2 separate regions of the Mus musculus genome follow, and region 2 is linked to region 1. Evidence: chromatin contacts called from public promoter capture Hi-C data. All regions are on one chromosome and are shown on one strand. The core of a region is the stretch at or near the end of the contact, and the rest is flanking DNA. Distances in the headings are between cores, read along the strand shown.

Region 1 (5,768 bases), core at 2,954-5,453:
AGTATTAATTATGAAGAGAAGGAAGAGAAATTAGTTATAGGATTTTGTTTGTTTGTTTGGTTTGGTTTGGTTTTTCGAGACAGGGTTTCTCTGTGTAGCCCTGACTGTCCTGGAACTCACTCTGTAGACCAAGCTGGCCTTGAACTCAGAAATCCACCTGCCTCTGCCTCCCAAGTGCTGAGATTAAAGGTGTGCGCCACCACTGTCCAGCAGTTATAGGAATTTTTAATGGAAATTCTCAAGGCTAGCAGTGGGCCAGTGTAGTTATTTTGTGATCTTAAGTCATTTACCTCATTACAAAATAGAAGGGGGTCTTTTTGACATCTGTAGTGAATATGTGGAGACTTTTCTTGTCGGTATTTCCTAAACAGTAGTGCAAAATTATATTAGATCTTATAAATGTGTTTATTTTATTTATTTGAGAGATGGCTTTGCGATATAATTGAGGCTAGCCTTGAGGTCACTCCACACACACACACACACACACACACACACACACACCTGCCACCTCTCGGCCTCAGCCTTCCATGTGCTGGCACTGCAGGCCAAGTAACTGCCTGGCTTTTCTTTGTGAATTGTACATTGCATTTCTTTTCCATATTGGGATTAGATACTGTAAGAACGCTACTGGATTCCAGTCCCTACTGCCAGTTTCCTTCTTGGCAAAGCAGTCTCATAGACATCTTCTCCTGTCCTGTTCTCGGGCCACCTTCCTCCCCTCCCCTAAGTGAGCAAGGCGTTGTGGGATATGGAGAGCAGGCTTCTCCCACTGGGAGTCCACTGCTCCCCACCCCTGGTTTGTGGTTCAGCGTAATGACCCATACAGTCTGTGTTGTAGTAATCCAGCTGTTGTGCTACAGGTAACCAAGAACCCATTCACACTGGGCGACAGCTCTAATCCTGACCAGTCAGAGAAACTGCAGGAGTTTAGCCAGAAGTTGGGCCAGGTAAGAGGACCCAGGCCATTTCTGCAATCCTAATTTCCCTTTCTTTAAACTTTTGGGAACTGCACTTTGTAAACTGGATTGGCTCTTGTCTCGCAGCCATAGCCTCTTCCTTCCAGGATCTTTGTAAGAGTTACCTGCTAAGTCCTCCTCTCTCCTGTAGATCATCGAGGGCAAGATGAAGGCCCACTTTATCATGAATGATCCAGCAGGAAACAGTTATCTGCAGGTAAGTTAGGCCTTCCTGGTGGTTCTATGGAGACATATTTTCGGAACTTTATAGAATTTGCATGATAGCCCTTAACAAGGAAAGCCTTGTTAAGTCTTCAATTGGGGCCTTGGGCAGGACTTGGAAGGTAAGGAAGAAAGGGGAAGGTGGTGATAGTGGGACTCCCAAGTGTGTGTAACAAAGACCTAGTGCAGGGCTGCAATCTTAGGTCCTCAGAAGGCCATGAAAATGGAAAGTTTAAGACCAGCCTGTGCGATTTTCAAGACTGTCTTAAGATACAATAATGTGAAGAAAAAGCCAAGAGTAACTGTTTACCTGGCTAGCGTGCTCAGGGCCCTAGGTACAGAGTGAATATATAAGAAAGTAGGACCTCCTCTTCCTGGGTCTGCTTGTCTTGTTCTTATTCTCACCCTCAGCATTGGAGCTTCCATTCTGCATCTGACTGTGAAGTAAGGAGCAATAGGAACCTGGCCAGAGGTCAGGACAGGAAAGCCGAGAGGTGTTGGCTGAACGGGCAAGCAAACATCTGGCAATTGATCCATATCAAACTGCAGCAAAATTGTGTTGAACCTGGGGCCTCCTCCTTACTTTAGTATTAATGAGCACTGATGGGCCTGGCAAAACTGGCCTAGTTTTTCACATAATTAAGATCATTGTGGTCCCCCTCCCTCAAAACCTTTTTTTTTTTTTTTGAGACAAGTCTTTGTTATGTAGCCTGGCTGGCTTTAAATTTGTAATCTTTCTGCCTCAGTCTCCAGAGTGCTGAGATTATAAGCAATCACCAACTTTGGCTACATTTTTTATAGGAAGGCCCATATATAAAAGTACTTAGAACTGGGGGTTAAACACTTGTATGCATGTACAGGGGCTTGGGTTTGATACTAGCATACACACACACACACACACACACACACACACACTTTTGCAGAATGTAGCCGTGGGCTCTAGAGACCCTGCAAATCCTGTGCATTTCTTCGGAGGTTGAGAGTCAGCCGTGGGAGGGGATGGCGGGCTGCACAGGCGCTGACCGTCGTCTGTCTGCTCTTGGCCCTGCAGAATGTGTATGCACCTGAAGACGATCCAGAGATGAAGGTCGAGCGGTACAAACGCACCTTTGACCAAAATGAGGAGCTCGGGCTCAATGACATGAAGACAGAGGGCTATGAGGCGGGCCTGGCCCCACAGCGGTAGCAGTGGCCAGCTCACTGGCCAGCTACAGTGCCACTCACACTGCAGGGTTATCTGTTACTGTGGGGAACTGACGAGGAGTGCTCAAGCCCTCGTCCATGGTGAAGAGGTTACCACTTGAGTTAGAAATGTAAGCACCCAAGATTAGCAGCTGACGGACGAGGCAGCTGCAGCCCTACTGTGCTCCTTGACCTTCTTTTGGAGGTTTTAAAGTCGGCGTGAGAAGAATCCCAGAAACACCAGGCGGTCTGCCATCACCGTTTGCCTGTCAGCTCTCTGACCTCCAGTGCTGGACCTTTGAAGTCTGGGGAAGTGAAATACAAGTTTCTGCTGGCTCTGGGCATGTGAAGTACTGACTCAGCAGGGAAGGATGTCGGAGGGGCCGAGCAGGCACAGGTGAAGACGCCACATTAAAGTGATGGCCTTTAAACGACACCCGCCTCTGCGTTCATGTCCTTACTGATTACCATGTGCTAGACTAAGCTGGGTCACACTGAGTCACACTCAGCTCCGAGGAGACTGAGGACAGCTTGGGCCATGCAGTGAGAGTCCGTCTTCATGAAAAGAAATGAGGAAGGAAAAACCAGTTTAGTTTCCTAAGCAAATCTTTCTTGAGGTGGCTGCTGTAGAGGCAGCATTTGATTCACTCCAATAGGCCATCCTGTCTGCTCTGAGCCAGGTACACCTGTGTGGAGTCTAGCTGTTCTCATGCAGCTTAAAGCAGTCTGGAAAAGCAGGGTGGCACACACCTTTAATCCCAGCAGAGGCAGGTGGTTCTATGAGTTTGAAGCCGATTTGGTCTACAGAGGAAGTTCCAGGACAGCCTGGGCTACACAGAAAAACCCTGATTCAAGACAAAACGAATTCAAACTGGATAACCAGCACCATCCTTGTTTGGCCTCTGCTAGCAAAAATTAGAGCCAGGCAGTATGAAGATGTGTGGGTTCCTGTACTTACCCGAAAGTTCTTATTATCTATAAAGGAGGCTAATAAAACTGAAGGGTAGGTCATGGTGTCCAGCCACTTGAGAGGCTGAGGAGGAAGGCTAACAAATTCAGGGGCAGCTTAGGCAATTTAGATCTTCAACATTCAAAAGAGTGGGGATGTAGTTCTATAGAACTCCTGCATACCATGTGCAAAAGGCCTTGGGTTTAATCCTCGGTGCTGGATGAAAGAAAAAAAAATTGTGAGGGTTAAGTGAGAAGTCATAAAACACTTAACCCTTTATAGAAGAAACTCCAGAATCTTCCTGGTTTCTTTGCCACACTGACCACGAATCCATTTCACTGGGAAGAGTTTATATCATTTTTTAGAAAGACATATCAAAGGTGAGAAGGTCAGTACAGGTTTGATAAAAACCTATCAAACTTTTATAGTCACAAGTTTGACTTCCCCTAAATGGTACCCGGAAGCCTCTTCCAGCAGACTTCCCACCAAAAGGTATTTATAGCAATAAAAGTGATTGAAATTGAAACGTTTGGTACAGCGTCCATTATTAAAACGCTGCTCAAGAATGTGCCCCTAGTGGTACAGCTATGGTAAGTCCCACCATTCATACAGGTGTTCTTCCTTACTCTGGCGCTGATGCTGCCAGGGTAGGATCATGTTACATCGGCCTGTGGCTTCTCAGCTGAGACAGCGTGGGCTGCAGGCTGTTGCACCGATTCGTCGTCTCAGGAAAAGCACAGCCAGCCCGAGATGCACGCACTCTCCCCTGGAGCCTCTTAAGGCTCAAGTCTTTAAGTCCAGCAGTTCAAAAAGTCCCCGTCCTAAAGCTTCCGCTTCTGGCTCCACCCCTACCGTTTCGCGTTGAAGAATTTTGTCCCCCACGCCGAGCTGTTGCCCCGCCCTCGCCGCTGCCATGGCGGCAGCTCCGCCACTCACCAAAGCTGAGTATCTGAAGCGTTACTTGTCTGGGACAGATGCTGGCTTGGAAGGAGGTCCCGAGGCCGGTCGCAAGCGGCGCAAAAAACGGCCGAAGCCTGGAGGCGCTGGCGGCAAGGGGTGAGTGGACTGGTGAGGTGTCGCGCTGCCCGGTGGCGCCCTCGGCCGCAGCTCTTCCTCGTCCTGGCCCGCGCGGTGCTGCCGACCCCGGCCCGAGCTCAGGCCCCGCTCCACTGCCCCGGGGCGGGATTGTAGCTGCCACTGGCAGCTCAGACCTCATCCTCTGAGCAGCGCCTTCCTTGTGTTAAAGGCAGCTAGAACTTAACTCACTTTCTCCCCGCGTTTGTAGCTTACGTCGTTCCATGTACAGATTGAAAGTCGTGTCCAAGAATAGCAAAGCTGATTCAAACCTTTTTCTTTCTCACTTTATTTCTCTCTTTCTCCCTTCCCTTCTCTTTCTTTCCTTCTTCTTTTTCTCTTCCCTCTTCTTTCTTTCTTTCTTTCTTTCTTTCTTTCTTTCTAGATCCAAAAATCTCTTTCTGAGGGTTCCAAAGTGCCAGGAACTGATCTGGAATCAAAGACCCATATCCTATTACTCACATCTACTACTAACAGTAACAACTAAAATGGGAACAGTTCACATCCTGTGCCTGGCCTCTTTCTAAAATAGTTGACCATATAGCTTTCAGAACATTGTAATGGAGCAGACATTTATATTAAACACTATACTTCCAGATTGCAAAGAGATGTGCTGAGACAGAGTTCAGATGAAATGTCCATTAGTAACTTGGCCACTGGAATCTGGAAAGGTTGGGTTAGGATATCCAACATCAACCTACAGAACAAAAGGAAATGTCTGTATTTGTAGGCTTTAGAGCAGCAGCCCTAAGTTTAGCAGCTTACTGAAGGTGCTATTTTGGATAGAAAGTTGAAACTCTGGGGGCTAATTCCATTCTCACACTCCACCCCCAGGTCTACTAAATGCTTATCAGCTTAAAGAGAGTACTAGATAGGATACAAAGTGTGGCTCACCCTCTCTGTGGGGCAGTATCATGGTCTAACAGTATTATTACCGTATGGTCCATTGAACTGGGTCGAATTAGTCCCTCATTTCCACACTTCTCTTCATTAGAGCTTGAGCATGACCTCATTTATAGATGGAATCTTTGTGGTGTTACCAGTTAAGATGAGCCTATATTCAGTTAAGGTGGTGTTGAATTCAGTGTGGCTGATGTCCCTGGAAGAAGGGGCAATGGCATGCAGGGGGAAAGTTTAAGCTTTGGAGCAATACTGATTAGAATTAGAATCCTAGCTGTGCTACTTATAGCCTGAGTGGTCCAGGGCAAGAGATGTTCATCTCAGCCGGGCGTGGTGGCACACGCCTTTAATCCCAGCACTCGGGAGGCAGAGGCAGGCGGATTTCTGAGTTTGAGGCCAGCCTGGTCTACAAAGTGAGTTCCAGGACAGCCAGGGCTACACAGAGAAACCCTGTCTCAAAAAACCAAAAAAAAAAAAAAAAAAAA
Region 2 (5,821 bases), core at 1,731-4,230, 8.5 Mb after region 1:
GCCCCATCACAGTCCTATCATGTGGTGGTGTGTGATCTTTCTCCCAGGGGGTCAAGAAATACACACTGCCTCCATCCATGGATTATTTCCCCAAATCTGAAGAGGGTGACCAGTATGTGTTCCCTTCTCCTTCTAAGAGACAGAATTACAGGCCATCTTCATTTTAAATTTTCTTCATCTTAGAAAGCAAACAAGGGAGTCCAAGACAGTAACATTCTTACATGCAAGAACACACACAGGGGTCTCAATCAAAAACTGCCTTTCGAGACCTACAGATATGTAAATAAGGCTGCAAGGTAACAAACTGGTGACAGTTTTCAAAGACTAACATATTTTATGAACAGGCTCAACATATTTTATGAACTGATTTAATTTCATTAAAGTTCTTAATTATATTAAGCTTTTTAAATTTTATTAACCTTAGATTTATTAAACATCCACACACACATACGCCCATACATTGAGTTTATGGATATGTGTGCATTCGTGTATTCACCTGCACAAATTGTCAAGGGACAATTTGTGGAACTCAGTTCTTCCCCAGGTAGGTGTTAGGCGTGACAGTAAGTGCCTTTACGTGCCCAAGGCCTTGGTATGTTTTGCACACCACTTAGCTAACAGACTTGCAAAACTTAAACCTTCTCTCTGGTTGTTTTCAAATACATAAAATACACAGCATTAGAAAGAAAACCTAGTATGTGCTCACTCTCTGTGGTAACTATGTTCTATAAAGTTACCACTAGTGGGCAGTATCAGACCATTCCTCTGGAGACTCAGAGGTAGGCCACTGAAAGCCTCTGGGACACATTTTTGTCAAGTGCTCAATATGTAATCACATGCTATGGTTTTGCTTTGTTTTGTTTGCATATGACTCTGTTTGACCATACATTAGTAATTCACTAATACTGAACTCAACCTAAACAGGGCTTATCTAAAATACTTATTTTTCTCTCTAAGACTCATTACAGCTTTCTTGCACTGGGCAAGAACATGGGCTATCACTCCGGCACCATGCCAGAGGGTTACCTTCACCACGGGCTCACTACCAAAACCAAACAAGCAACCAAAACACAAAAATGAGAAGGCATGGCACTAAACCCCAGAGAAAAGACACTTTCTCATAGAGTGAGAGCAGAAACAAGGCAGAAGCGAACTCAGAACTGGGCATCACGTGACTCAAAAGATTCAACACCCTGCACATCTTCTAAAATTATAAATAAATATAATCGAGTATGAAAATTCACAAACAGAATCTAGGCATAGGCTCTATGTGGAAAACAATCTTGTCAAAACATGAAAACCAAACTTATGAGAGCAAAACACACATGGCTCCTTATCATCACATTCTATAAGAATCAGCAAGTCTAAAAGATGCCGCAACCTCAGGACATAAACAACATCCTGCCAGCAGTTCCGTAATCCTAATTGTTTGGAGGTACTAAGCCTGGCTTTCTGGCAAGACCCTGTCTCAAAACAAACAACAATCCCATCACAACATTCTGATATGAAAACACCTGTGATCGCTAAAGCCGTTAACAAAGTCATATTTAATACTTGTTATGTGAGAATATAACATAATGGGAGAATATGCTAAATTTCAACTAGAAATTAACAAATATAAGAGTGTGAATTGTCTTCTAATCCATGTTCACAGCCCCTCAGTTCCATCCTCACTTAACAGGCCGTACATACAGCTCAGACATCTGGGCTCATGCTACCTGCTTCAAATATGCAAACCAAAGACTAACAAATGTTTACCAAGAACAGAAACTCAGACAGACACATGATTTCTAAATAGTCCTGGCCTAAGAGATCTTAATCAGGTGTGCTGACTTGTGACTGTTACTGATTTGTGACTCAAGAACAGGACCTTGCCCAGACTAGAAAGCTCTCCTGACAATTTGGCTCAAACAAGTTGAGACACAAACTGCATGAAGACCAGCCCTCTTAGTGATACTGCCTCCTCTCTGCCCATACGAACCTCACACTTGGCAATAGAGAAAAACGACAATTTTACAAGTAAGAAGGTTTATAGGGAGTCAACTTTTAAAAAGCTACCCTCAAAATAGGGTGTGCAGTTCCATCAGGCTGAACCTTTGAGGACGTACTGCATCAGATCCTATTTTAACTATTATACAGATTAGCTCACTGAACCTTCCTTAACGCCGTTTAGTAGGCACTCTTACTAGCTCCGTTCTTCTGGCTAGAAGAGAGAGGCTTAGAGCAGCTGACGGAAGCGTAGGTAAATACACAGTTCCTACTACTAAGACATGTCTCATGACAGGTAATTTCAGAACCAAGAGAATCCCAAGAGGCCTCTATGCCATCTCTCTCTTTAGGAAAATTTCCAGTTATCGGGGCTGGATTTAAAGGTCCTTCTTCAGGCTTCCCAGAGACTAACCCATGCGTCTATGAAAGTTTCTCAGGCACGTCTGTAACGCACCATACCACATGGTACTTGAAATAAAAGGAACTCACTCTCTGCTTAGTGTTCAATGACGTGAAGCTTGCTACCTAACAGCGTGGCTAACTACTATAGGACTGGTATTAAGAGAGTCCTCTATCTAAGGGGAAACTACTCCCCTCCCCAGAGTCCTCTATCTAAGGGGAAACTACTCCCCTCCCCACCCCGCAAAGAAGCCAACCCTCATTTCCGGGATGCACAAAACATTATCTGGGAGCAAAATTAGTCCACCTATGGGCCTTCTGTCTGCCCTTGGGACTCGTGCCTCGCGGACTAGCCAAGTTAAATAGAGTCACGAAAGCCACCCTTGGACTCCTGGAGCCTCCGTGAACAAACCTGCTGTGGTGGCCTCCAACTCTCCCGGTTCAGTCGCCCTCTCGCCCTAGTAGGCAACAGCACCAAAGACCACCATTCCCCAACTCTGCCCAGCACACCAACTCACCACCGTACAGCCAGCCGCACAGCACGCCTGACGTCAGTGGAGCACGACCGTGGCGCTCGTGGATGAGCTAACGAAGGGGCGGGGCCTCTCCTGGGATGCGGGCGGGACCGGCAGAGCGCCCCCCTGCTGCCTTGGCGTGCGGGGTTGGGGTGAGGGTGGAGCCAGGGAGAGTGGGCGGGGAGTACCTAGGGCAGCCTGCTGCTAACAGGCTTCAGAAAGCTTCTCTGATGACTTCCCGGGTTCGTTTTTTCTTCTGTTTTTTTTTCTTTCTTTTTTTTTTTTTCCCCGCTTTTTCTTCGTCCTCTTTTTCTTTCCTTCTCCTTTCCAGCCCAGCCTCGCCCCCCATCTCCCACAGCAAAAAGCTCGAAAATCATTACAATAAAGGTTTTCTAAAACAACCTAGCTCTGTAATTTTTAAAGTGCCACATTTTAATATTGTTAAAAGTTGTGTGCACGTATGGGAGTGTGCACACATGTCATGGTGTAGAAATGGAGGTCAGAAGACAACTTGAGTGTCTTAGTTGTCTCTGTCACGTGGAGCCCAGGAATGGAACCCAAGTCATCAGGCTTGAAGGCGGCCACTTTTATCTGCTGAGCCATTCCCTATATATTTTTTTTTAATAGCGCATAAATTCAAACCCAGGATGTTGCCTATGCTAGGCAAGCATGCTCCTGCTGGCCTACATCCCAGCCATCTATTTATTTATTTAGAAACAAGTTCTCAATAAATTGCCTAGGCTGGCCTATAACTTACTCTGTAACTCTGTAGCATAGGCAGTCCTTGGATTCCTGCTTCTATTGCTTCAGTCTCCAGTATCTCTAGAGTGACAGGCCTGCACTACCAGGCCTGGCTATAACTCTGTCGTTCAAACTCAAAGCCGAAAAATACCTCAGAGTGCTGTTTCAAGATGCCAAACAGAGAACTGAGAGAATTCCAGTAGAATTTGGACATTGAATTATTCGTGTGCTCTTCAGTGACTGAATAATTATGATGTGAACTCCAGATATGCTTGTTCAAAGACTATATTAAACCCCTACCTTTCACCTCTCTACTGTCAGAGCACCAAGCACATGAGGTCATTAGCATGGTCTACTGTGAAGCAAGAATAACAGGCCTCTTATGTACAATGAATGTCTTTGACATGCAATCAAGACTATGAGTCCTGCCTCAGAATAATATTTATAAATGGATCAATATCCACATAGGATTAAAGGGAAATAATTCCATCAAAATAGCCATAAATATGCAAAATAATAACACACCTACCTGAGCTCAACAGATCTAATACCGTCTGTGATTTCAAAGTATCAATACACATACACAATGCTTTGAATTATCTTCAGTGGTTGTAATAAAATAGGAACAATACTGTGGTTTGATTTAGTGACCAAGTCAATTACTGTTAATGCCTCCTGGTTTATTGTGCACATATGTGATCAAGAAAAACATCACCTTTCTGCTAGAAGTTAAGAGAAATAAAAATATAATTATTTTTCTATCAAAGTTCCTAGATCTCCTCTATGTGTGTTATAGAGCAAATCTGGGAGACAGAGTAACTGTGCATCACTGAGACATCTGTAGGAAGAGTTGTGATCTTGCAGGTCAAAAGACAATGAAAAGATTTCACAATAAAATCAAGCAAAACTGAAGACAGCGGGTGTGACAGAGCTGTGTGCCCTGTCCTGAAAGGCTCTGAAAGTATACCCAGTCCTTCTTTGGAAGGCCATGGCCCCAGGATTCTGGTTCTTCCTAAAAAATGGCTTACTGCTTTTCCAACGAGCTTGGACAGAGCAAACCCAGAGACAGGACGAAGCAAGCAGAGTGACACAGAACAGCAGTGTCACCACGCAGCCCAGAGTCACGTGTGTGTAGAAGCATTTCAGGCTCATGTCTGCCACACCTGACTCCCTCTTACAGGCTCACCACGGAGTTACAGCCTCAGTCTACACCTACAAGGACAGGGAGGTCGCCATGTGCCCAGCAGAAAGGATTGCCACTACTCCGTCAAAAAGTTGGATATATGTAAGTGACTTCCCAGAGAAGACCTAAATCAGCAGTCCAATAGCAGAGCACTATCTTCTACTCAGCAAGTGAAAGAGGGAAACTAGAGTGGGGGCGAGGGGAGGTGTGTTACATATGTCCTGCAGAGGGCGCTCGAGGTCCTCTGACTGTGGTCCTCTTTAAAACCCTTTGTTGTAAAGCCTCAGAACAGGGACTCCAGCCCACTTTTCTAATGTTTGTTCCTTTGCCCCATAGCTGACCTTCTCTTCTCTTCTCTTCTCTTCTCTTCTCTTCTCTTCTCTTCTCTTCTCTTCTCTTCTCTCTCTCTCTCTCACACACACACCTACATACCCCTACACACACATACACCTACACACACATGTGCACACACATACAAACATTAACACATACAAACACACACCATAGTCTGTAGGCTGAAGCATTTCCCATAATGCCTCTTGCCTTCTGTGGATATATCCCTCTAGGCAGCCCCTCCTTTACTCCTCCACACCCCTAGGGATGGAACTTGGGCCCCTTCTGTTTCCATATGGGGCACATAAGGACTTAAGCTCTAAGCCAAAATGCCTGTGTTTATTCTAAGATAGTTAAGTTTTATTTCCTTATGGTGACATCTCTAAAATAGGGATTGTAATAGAAATTTCTCACTGGGGCTGATATAAGAATTTTTAAAAATATCCACAGCATGGTAGTCCTGCATGCTGGTAGTGCCTGGCACCCTAGGGGTGGAGGCAGGAACATTAGGAGGCCAGAGTCATCCTTGTCTACATAGCAAGTTCAAGGACAGCCTGGGCTATACAAGATCTTGTTCTCAAAACCAAAGACCAACCCTTACCATCAAAACTAAAAGAAGGTTGCTGTGTATGTGAGAGGCTCAGACTAGTGTCTGGCACAA

The links. Promoter capture Hi-C pulls out the DNA fragments that hold promoters and counts their contacts.
Region 2: a promoter capture Hi-C map of pre-B cells shows a contact between it and region 1, with 9 times the contacts expected there. The contact joins the promoter of Wdr61 here to the promoter of Bud13 in region 1. A contact is called at or near these places in 2 of 39 promoter capture datasets (the C10 cell line and pre-B cells).

What each region holds. Positions count from the first base shown.
Region 1 is chr9:46,278,809-46,284,576 of GRCm38.p6, forward strand. It overlaps Bud13 (BUD13 homolog), which reads left to right and starts at 4,204. Exons shown (of 10, transcript NM_146000.2): 1 at 4,204-4,365. The coding sequence starts at 4,223. Zpr1 (ZPR1 zinc finger) reads left to right here. Exons shown (of 14, transcript NM_011752.2): 12 at 861-947; 13 at 1,108-1,173; 14 at 2,230-3,835. The coding sequence ends at 2,364.
Region 2 is chr9:54,731,569-54,737,389 of GRCm38.p6, forward strand. Wdr61 (WD repeat domain 61) reads right to left here and starts at 2,981. Exons shown (of 11, transcript NM_023191.3): 1 at 2,907-2,981.